3 separate regions of the Mus musculus genome follow, and all the other regions are linked to region 1. Evidence: chromatin contacts called from public Hi-C and HiChIP or PLAC-seq data. All regions are on one chromosome and are shown on one strand. Each heading gives the region's core, a stretch centred on a gene start, on an enhancer-like site or on the middle of the called end of the contact. The rest is flanking DNA. Distances are from core to core; before and after follow the strand shown. Region 1 holds the start of Dedd (death effector domain-containing). Region 2 holds the start of Kcnj9 (potassium inwardly-rectifying channel, subfamily J, member 9). Region 3 holds the start of Uap1 (UDP-N-acetylglucosamine pyrophosphorylase 1).

Region 1 (2,700 bases), core at 142-2,641:
GAAAAGTCTCTTTCCCTATTCTTGTAATGCTAATTGCAAGAAAAGAAAAAAAGAAACCTAGGAAAGAGCTTTACTAATCTCCCTATTTGTAACCAGGAAAAACAAGGAAGCAAGCGGGTGTTTTGGAAAGCAAATCCGGTTGAACCCTCATTCAACCCCAATTCTCCAAACCCACATGACCATTCCTTTCTGCCCTTCCCACCCTATTAAAAGCTAAGCGCCTGGCAATTAAAATTGGCTGCAACTGATACTGCTTAACTCTGCTGCCCTTCCACAGGGGGGAAAGGGAAACCCCCAAACCCTCTATCACCCGTGCAGCTCCACTGCCCTATCTTCCCCCCTTCCTTTCAAACTTTCCTCCGGGTCTCTCACTTTCTACGTTACCCCGGCACATCGCCACTCTCTCCATCCGCCAAGCCCCGCTTCTCTTCTCCTCTTCCACCCCAATTCTCCCCTTAGGCCCTTCCGCTTCCAATTTGAACACTTTGAAAAACCTCCCTCCGGCACACGTCTCAAGTCCAATCCAACCCCCCCCCCCAACCCCCGCCACCTCCCACGTCCTCACCACGGCGCTCACGGGAGTCCAGCCCTCCCTGCAGCCACATGCCACCAGCCCCCGTCCCCTCCACACCCTCAACCTCTCCCTCCGGCTCCTACCCCTTCCCCAGCGCTGGCTCGCAGCCCCGCTCCCCACCTCGGCCTCTTTACTGCCCCTGGCCTGGGCCAGCCTGGGCCCTTGTTTACGCCCCTCCCCAGGCTCGCACTCCTGCGCCCCGACCCCTGCCCTCTCCCACAGTTGCCATCTCCCCTGCACGCCCCCCTCGGCCGCTCCCCTTCCCCCACCTCGCAGCGTCCCGTCACCTCCCTCTCCGGAGGTTCTCCGGGCTGGACGTCGCCACCGCCTCCCCCTTCCACTTTCCTTCCCCAAGCCCTTGGCGGCCCCGCCCGGCCCCGCCCCGTCCCACTCGACTCCCCCTCCCCACGCCGGCCGGCCGCCCCGCCGCCTCACTCTCGGCTCAGCCTCGGCGCCGCCATGTTGGATCCATCCGCGCCGCTCTCCGGGGCCTGCGCCTCACGGAGCCGCATCCGGGCTCCAGCCGCCGCCGCCTCCGCCGCCGCCGCCGCCGCCGCGGGCGTGGGGGAGGGGAGGGCCGGGCGGGGGTGGCTGCATCCTGCACAGCGCCTCCCGGAACCTGGCCGGTTAGTGTCGGCTTCGAGACCATAACGAGGCATGAGCGGAGGAGCCATACTAGGTGAGGGCAGCCTGGCAGCGGCATTAAGCGGGGAGTGGGTAGCTTCACGTCGGCAAGAGAGGCTGGAGACTGGCAGCCATCTTGCTTAGGGGCAAGCTGGCAACGCAGGGTTCTCCTAACGGCGGCGGCGGGGAGGTTCTAAGAAGCGGAGAGAGAACGTATTTGAAGGTGGAAGCCTTGGTGGCGCCCGAGCTGGCTGGTATCGGGCTCGAAGGCCCTCGGGAGAGAGGGGCTGGCAGCCATGATACGTAAGGGCGGAATCGGCCGGGGGTCGGACTGCCCGGTGAACTGAGGTGAAAGGTCACGATCTGGAGTTCACCTTTGCCTTGAACTTCCTGTCACTCTGACGTTCTGAAACCCGAACCTCGCAGCCGCGCTTCTCACCCTCTCTCGGAATTCATCCCTTCAGTGTTTTCCTTTTGAGCTCCCATTTTCCTATGGAAAAGTCGCCTCAGCTGACGGGTGAAGGACGGCTGAGAATTGAATTGGGGGTGGGATGGGCTCGAGTATGTTCTGGAGCTGCCGAGAGCCTGCTGTGGCTAAAGGAAGAGGTAATACAAAGGGCTTTGAGATAGGGAGCTATGACTCAAGACCTTGCAAATTTATTTTATCCTAAGGGCAGTCGAAGAGGCTTTGAAGGGTCTAAACAGAGGTGTGAACAGTTAGTTATATTTGTATTGTAGAGAGATCACAGCTTGCCAGCTCTGGGCATGTTAGTGCCAGCCTGAAGCCTGAGGCAGGAGGATTACTTGAGCCCTGGAGATGGAGACCAATTTGGACTTAATTTAAGCGAAGAAGACCGCAAGGATGTTAGAGCACTGTAGAAGAATGCGTTCTTAGCACGGTTAGGCCTGACGTTCGGTCCCTGGGGAGTGGAGCTGGGTAGGGAGAGAGATCAATTATGAAGCTAAAGAAGAGACAGTGGCGATGTGTAGGTAGGAAGGCATGTGTTGGATAAGGAAATATGAGTGTCCTGACTTGAATAACTGGGTTACGTTATTTTTAGTTTCAAGAGATCTGCGGGATATCTTTTAGGCAAGTATATATGAATTAGTGTGGTTTGAAACCAAGAAAGTTGAAAGTGTGCTTGCGCATGTCTGGATATTCTTGGAGCCATAAGAGAGAAAAATGGCCTAAAGAGGAGGATGTGTGCATTCGAGGAGTGAGATGAGGGAAGGAAGCAGAAAATAGGACAGCGAGGAGGCACAGACAGGAAGCCAGACAGAGAAAAGTATCAAGGAAACTTGTTACAAGTATCAAGAGTAAGCGATTAGGTAAGATGTGGACTAAAATGTGTGGTTCGGAATGTGGAAGAAATGAAGGTCACTAGGTAAACTTGGAGAAAGTTGTTACATAGAGGTATAGGGTAACAACCAGATCCAAGTGGAAAGATACAATGTGTAAAAAGTTTTGTGGCTACTCACACTAAGGTTTGTAATCCCAGTTT
Region 2 (2,895 bases), core at 65-2,564, 1.0 Mb before region 1:
CCACATCCTGCATTTACACGGGTGCTGAGAACCCAAGCTCAGGTCCTCATCAGTAGGGCAAGCACTTAACTGACTGGGCCATCTTCCCAGGCTCTTCTCTTGCTGTACAATTAAAAGTACTCTTTGAAAAAGTCTTTTAAATATGCATGCCTATATTTCCAGCACCGAGGAAGTGGAGCCAACCTGGGCTAGACAGTAAGACCTGGTCTTGGGGGTGGGGAACACCTAACAAAAACAAAAACAAAAACAAAAACAAAAACAAAAAACACCCAAAAACATTAAATGAAGAGCCAGGGCAGTGACAAGACACGTGACTCCCCAATCTCTGTCCAACTCTGGAATTCAATAGGCTACTTTTTCTGTTTTCCTCATCCATAAATAGAAAAAGGGATAACTGTCTCACAGGATTGTCACAGAAATTAAATGAGATTCTGCTGGATGGATTAGCAGTAGGAGCATGTAGCAGCAGACCTGTGCAACTCTGTGTCTTTCCACTGATGGCATCATAGGCTGCTGCTGGGCAAGGACCTGTTCATTTCATAATCGCCTCTACCTAGCCCAGTATGTGGTGTTTGAGCCCCCTAAGTCTGCTGGGTTGATGGTAAGAGCTAGCCTAGACTTCTCTCTCTCTCTGTTGGACATTTGAGGGTTTTCTCAACTTTTTGCTATGAGCAAAGTACATCTCAAACCTCTTTTATTTACATCACCTAATTTGATCTGCATCCCAGGTGAAGCCAGCAGAAGAGGGCTGTTTGCCCACGCCCACACTCTGAGACAGACAGAATCACTATGGCTCAGAGAAGTGAAGGGACCTCTTCGGGTCACAGGTATATCAGTGGTGGTGATGACGATGGCGGAGCCTCTGGCCCTGCTTCTCTAGCCCCTACCTCTGCAGACCTTTTTCTCTCTGTCTGCTGCCTTCTGCATCAGAGGTCTCTTAAAAAAATTGCAGCCTTGTCACGCTGGGCCTGGTCCTTCTGTCCGCTGTCTGGAGGGCAGCACCTTTGCCCAGTGGTCCCTGCTGGGGATTGTGAACTGCAAACTCCCAGATGGCCTCTGAAATCAAATATTTTATTTCCAATGCCTCTATTTTCCCAGAATGAGGAGCACACCAGTCCCCCCACACACACACTTGCTTTCGTCCCTATAAAGAGGTGAGGAGATGACTCTCCGTGTCCAGGAGGAAGGACTTTGGCTAAAAATAGCTGTGGCGTGTGGATTAGCCAGAGTGGTACCCAGGACTGGGAAAGGGAGGGGGACGCTGTGGAGCTGTAGCCAGACTGGTTGCCATAGAAACGAGAGAGGAGCAGGGGAACCTGGGAAGTGGGGATGACACAGATACCAAGTCCTAGTCTGAGCTGCCGTTACATTCAGGAGAAACAGCAGTGTCGGCGGCTCCCAATCTCAGAGGGAACCTAGGGTACTGGGGGAGATGGTGTCAGGGACATGGACGCCAACCCCCAAGGGTCCCTGCTGCTGGCTACTCTTCTCTCCAGGCTCTGTGAGTTGAGTTGTGGGACTTGGGGTTTGGGCCCCTATTTCTGAGCCAAGAGGGGTTTGGGTGGAGCTGCTCCCAGAGGGACTTCTCCCCGACAGACCCCTTTCCAAAAGATAAGCCCCCTGTACTGGCCAGCGCTCTCTAGAGGGAGGTGGAGTACTCCAAGATAATGTGGTGCTCGGATCTTACTGAAAGGGGTCACAGCATGCCCAAGAACTGTGGTCGGAAGAACTGGAGTTATTTGGAGGGAAGAGGAAGAAATGAAGACGTTGCTCTTCAGGTGGTGGACACCGCACACCTTTCCTGTCCCATGAAGAAGAGAGCTTTTCTCGAGATGGCAATGGCTAGGATGTCATCAGTAGGCTCCCTGGGCAGTCGTGTTCTGGGGATGATCAGACACTGGGAATCCTTCCCCATTCCTGGCCGTAGATGGAGGTCAGATCACCTTAGACCCTACGAAGACTGTCTAGAAGCCCACCTGAAGTTAATACTAGGATGAAAGAGACCTGGGGTCTCGAGGCACTGAAAACTTACAGATGAGGTGCAGAGGACATCCTGGGCTGCAGAGAGGGAAAAACAAGCCTGCTTGCTGTTGGGGGAGGGGAAGATCTTAATCTGCCATTGCCGAAGTGTTCCCAGGTCATGTCTCCTGACTTCCATGGAAAATAAGTGTGTGGGGTTACAAACCATCTTTTTGGGTTTTTTTCCTTGTGCCTTTCTTTAACATACACACACCCTCCAAAGGTCTGCTGGCTACAGAACACTTGGCTCCAAAGTTTAAAAATGGAATGTCGGGTTTGTGGGTATATATTCATGCAGTTTCTCCCTAGGATCTGGTCAAACATCCAAACCATCTGAGATCCTTATGTCACATTTCTGCCCCCACAGGGCCACCTGCTCTCCCCACTTCCCCAGCCTTCCTGCCCCACCCCTCACCCTGAATGGGAGGAGATGGCAAATCCCAGGAAAGAGAAAGGAAGGTTGATGAGTCTTAATCCTTATTCTACAGACTTCTGTTCATATGGTCCATATCTCCTAGGGGACCCTGAAAGCCTAGGAACCGACTCTGGCCATCCATCTCTCCGGGAAGATTATAACCCAGAGTGCTTCTCAGGGGGGAAGAATTTGAAGCAAAACCAGGTGGGTTTTGCTTGGAATCTGGGCTTTGTGTGGAATGTGGGCTTTGGGACATATGGCAGGAGTGGGTGGGGTTGCTGGTAGGGTAGTAAATGCAAATCAGGAAATTGGTAGGGGGGGTCGATGTGGGTGTTTGGTGTTTCGATTGGTCTGATTTCTTATCTCTTAGAAGAATACGAATCTGAGAGATACTAGACTAGCGTAACTCTGGATGGCTTGGCGCCTCCTTCATCCTTGCCGTGGGCAGTTGACCTCACTCG
Region 3 (2,908 bases), core at 190-2,689, 1.2 Mb after region 1:
AATCCCTTGAAGAAATAGACTCTTGATTCCCCTGTAGAGTCTATTGTAAGTTCTACTGTAGAATAACTCAATAAATAAATACGTTTTGGACAATATGCTCTTTATTGACTGCTGTAGCCGCCAATTTCTTTCTAAGAGAATGCTTCTACCCCAGGGACTTGCACACATAAAGAAGGTCAAGAGATTCTGGGCAACCCCATTGTGGGCAGGCTCTGAATTCTTCACTTAAGACTCGGTACTTTCCAAGCTGGAAGTATGAAAACTAGAGAACACACCCGTGTTGTTAGTCTTGCTCCAGGAAGGCACACCTACCACTATCAACAGCACTGTGGGTGCCATTTACAGCTTCTCAGGCGACGTGGCGTTCTGACAGGATTCCAGAGAGCATGCAAGGCTAAGGCCAAGCAAATACTGCTAATAATATATCATGTCCTTCCTTGATCCTGTTCCACCAAGCTGTTTATCCATCTAATCTCTCAAAGCCACAAAGGTGCCTTAACAGATGGGCAACTACGTTTTTATTTACAAATGATACCCCTTGTTAAATGATATTTCTAAATGACATAAATTGATAGTAAAGTCTGGATTAAAAATGAATACGCAAGAATGACTAAGAAAACACTGAAAATGTAAAATGAGGAAGCCTATCCACCTGATGGAAAACATCCTGATATGTTAAATTTAGTTGCTTTTGACATCTCAACAAATTGGACTCTCGTTTCAAAACCTGCAAAAACCCAACATAATAGCTCTAAATATAAATGCAACTTCATAACACTGAGATTATAGCCTGCACATGCACATCTGCTGCCTATGCTGTAACAGGACAGTTGAATTTTAGCTCTCCTCTCCTAGCTAAGTTCTTGCTCTCTGGGCCGGTTCTCCCTGACTGGCACATTTTGCATGGCCTCGGGTCATCTAATCCCTTTTGATTGCATTTCGTTCACTAGTCGCTGTGCAAAAGGCAACCCGGCTGTGTCGACACCCAAGAGACTCCGAAGACAATGGCAGAGGAAGCCCGGGTCACTGGCAAACAGGTATGTGGAGAATTAGAGACAAAATCAGCTAGCTTAAGGTCACAGGCCTGCCTTGGAGGGATCTCTGCCTAGAAACCGGCGGGTCTTTCCCAACCACACCCGTGGGCGTTCGGAAATCCGTCACTTGAAGACTCACTGCCAGCGCCGCGCTCCCTACCAGGCGCTCTGATCCGCCCCGGGTGACCGAGAGGACCCGCCCTGCAGTTTGTCCTTAAGGTGGCGCCTGGCCTCACCTCCCCGCGAAGCCGCGCGCGTAGCCGGCCCCGCCCCTGCTAGTGCGTGGGGGGCGGTACCACAGACTGACAGGATCCTTGGCCATCCTATTGGGCAAGAGTCTGAGTGACGTAAAGAGGCTCCTCCTTCCTGTCGCCGGTGCCCGCCCCTTTGGCTGTTCTCGGTCGCTGACGTGTCGGGCCGGCAGGCTTCCGCTCCGCCCCTGGGCCGCAGCCACTCACCGCGGCGGGAGGGGCCGGGTGGCCGGGGCCCGCGCTCCCCTCGGCCGCTGCTCGTGGCCCGCCCCGCCGCCCCGGCCCCTCGGATGACAGTATATATTCCAGGCGGGCGCGGGACACGGGCGAGTAGCCGAGCCGAAGGAGCCGCGGGATTGTCGAGGGAGGTAGGGACCCCCTTCACGCGCGCGCTCCCATGCCTAGCGCGGGGACCCGGCTACGCGTTGCCGCACCTTGCTCGGCGTCCGCTGCTCGGAGCTCCGGAGAGGCGTGGGCTGTGTCGCGGCGGGGCGGGGATGCGCGCGCGGAGGGTCTTGGGGGAGACCTGAGGGAGGAGGCTTGGGTGATGATGGAGTTCCCGGCGCTTGTCAGCGCTGTTTTTGAGTTGGGGGAAGAGGAGCCAGGAGGGTTTCAGGCTAGGGCCCGGGCATAGTTGTGCCACTTCTGGGGTTCACCGGTGGGAATAAGTGATCGCTGTTACTGTTGGGAAAGCGCGTTGGGGTGTTTTGAACCCACGAGGGTAAGAATTGATAGTTCCGACCAGGACAGTGGATCCCAATGGGGGATGTGACTAGCACAGGACCCGCTTGCCTTCGCTTGATACTGATAGTGAGAGAGGTTCAGATTTCAGGGTTTTCCCCTCAGTTGGACTGGAGGAACGGTGAGGCTGAGAGCACACATATGCTCTAGAAGATTTTTTAAAAGTTTGGTGTGAAGGCTGACTGGCCTTCATCGGCATACTATGAGATCTGATATCCGATGGTAATGATCATGCATTTATGAGAGGCACAAGTTTAAGGACTTGGAGGTGAAGTTCACTGGGCTTGGATCCAAGAGTTTGCAGCAAACCAAAAGCATTTATCCATTTCGTTATTAGTTGACTCACTTGGCTGAGGGAAAAGACTTCATAGTCTGTCCTGTTAGTTAGTGGTTAGGACTCAAGTCAGTCTCAGTACCATTCCTCCCCACCCCCACCCCAGCCCCTCCCCTCCCCTCTTTTTTCCTGTTTCGTTTGTTTGTTTGTTTGTTTCCGAGACAGGGTTTCTCTGTGTAGCTTTGGTTGTTGGAACTCACTCTGTAGACCTGGCTGGCCCAGAATTCAGAGATCCATTTACCTTAAAGATATGTACCGCCACTGCCTGGCTCCATGTGTCCCCCCCACCCCACCCCCACCCCCCAAAGCGATTTACTAACCCACCCTGAGGACATATAGCAGCAGAGGTGGGGGTGGAATTGGGAAATACTGGACGTCCTTAATGTGGCATTTAAATTCTAATAAAGGCATGTTTGATAATGGTTTGTTGGGTATGTTGATCCAGGTGTGTTAGGTTGTAGGCACACACCAAATTTAGTCATAATTTCTAGTGCAGACTTTTGTTCTTAGTATAAAAATCCACGTCTTTTTAATTCTCTTCTCTATTG

Evidence for each region. A called contact is a pair of places that touch in the nucleus more often than the background predicts. HiChIP or PLAC-seq counts read pairs in DNA pulled down with a chosen protein or histone mark.
Region 2: a Hi-C map of cerebellum shows a contact between it and region 1, with 2.2 times the contacts expected there. The contact joins the promoter of Kcnj9 here to the promoter of Dedd in region 1. A contact is called at or near these places in 3 of 39 promoter capture datasets (cranial neural crest, liver and pre-B cells), 1 of 484 Hi-C or Micro-C datasets (cerebellum), 1 of 115 datasets of contacts at active chromatin or transcription factors (astrocytes) and 1 of 9 other capture datasets (liver).
Region 3: a contact with region 1 is called in a FOXA1 HiChIP or PLAC-seq map of pancreatic cancer cells. The contact joins the promoter of Uap1 here to the promoter of Dedd in region 1. A contact is called at or near these places in 1 of 39 promoter capture datasets (liver), 1 of 484 Hi-C or Micro-C datasets (cardiomyocytes) and 1 of 115 datasets of contacts at active chromatin or transcription factors (pancreatic cancer cells).

Annotation. Positions count from the first base shown.
Region 1 is chr1:171,327,836-171,330,535 of GRCm38.p6, reverse strand. Dedd (death effector domain-containing) reads right to left here and starts at 1,391. Exons shown (of 6, transcript NM_001128609.1): 1 at 1,010-1,391.
Region 2 is chr1:172,327,741-172,330,635 of GRCm38.p6, reverse strand. Kcnj9 (potassium inwardly-rectifying channel, subfamily J, member 9) reads left to right here and starts at 1,314. Exons shown (of 4, transcript NM_008429.3): 1 at 1,314-1,501; 2 at 2,538-2,638.
Region 3 is chr1:170,173,495-170,176,402 of GRCm38.p6, reverse strand. Uap1 (UDP-N-acetylglucosamine pyrophosphorylase 1) reads left to right here and starts at 1,439. Exons shown (of 11, transcript NM_001305045.1): 1 at 1,439-1,653.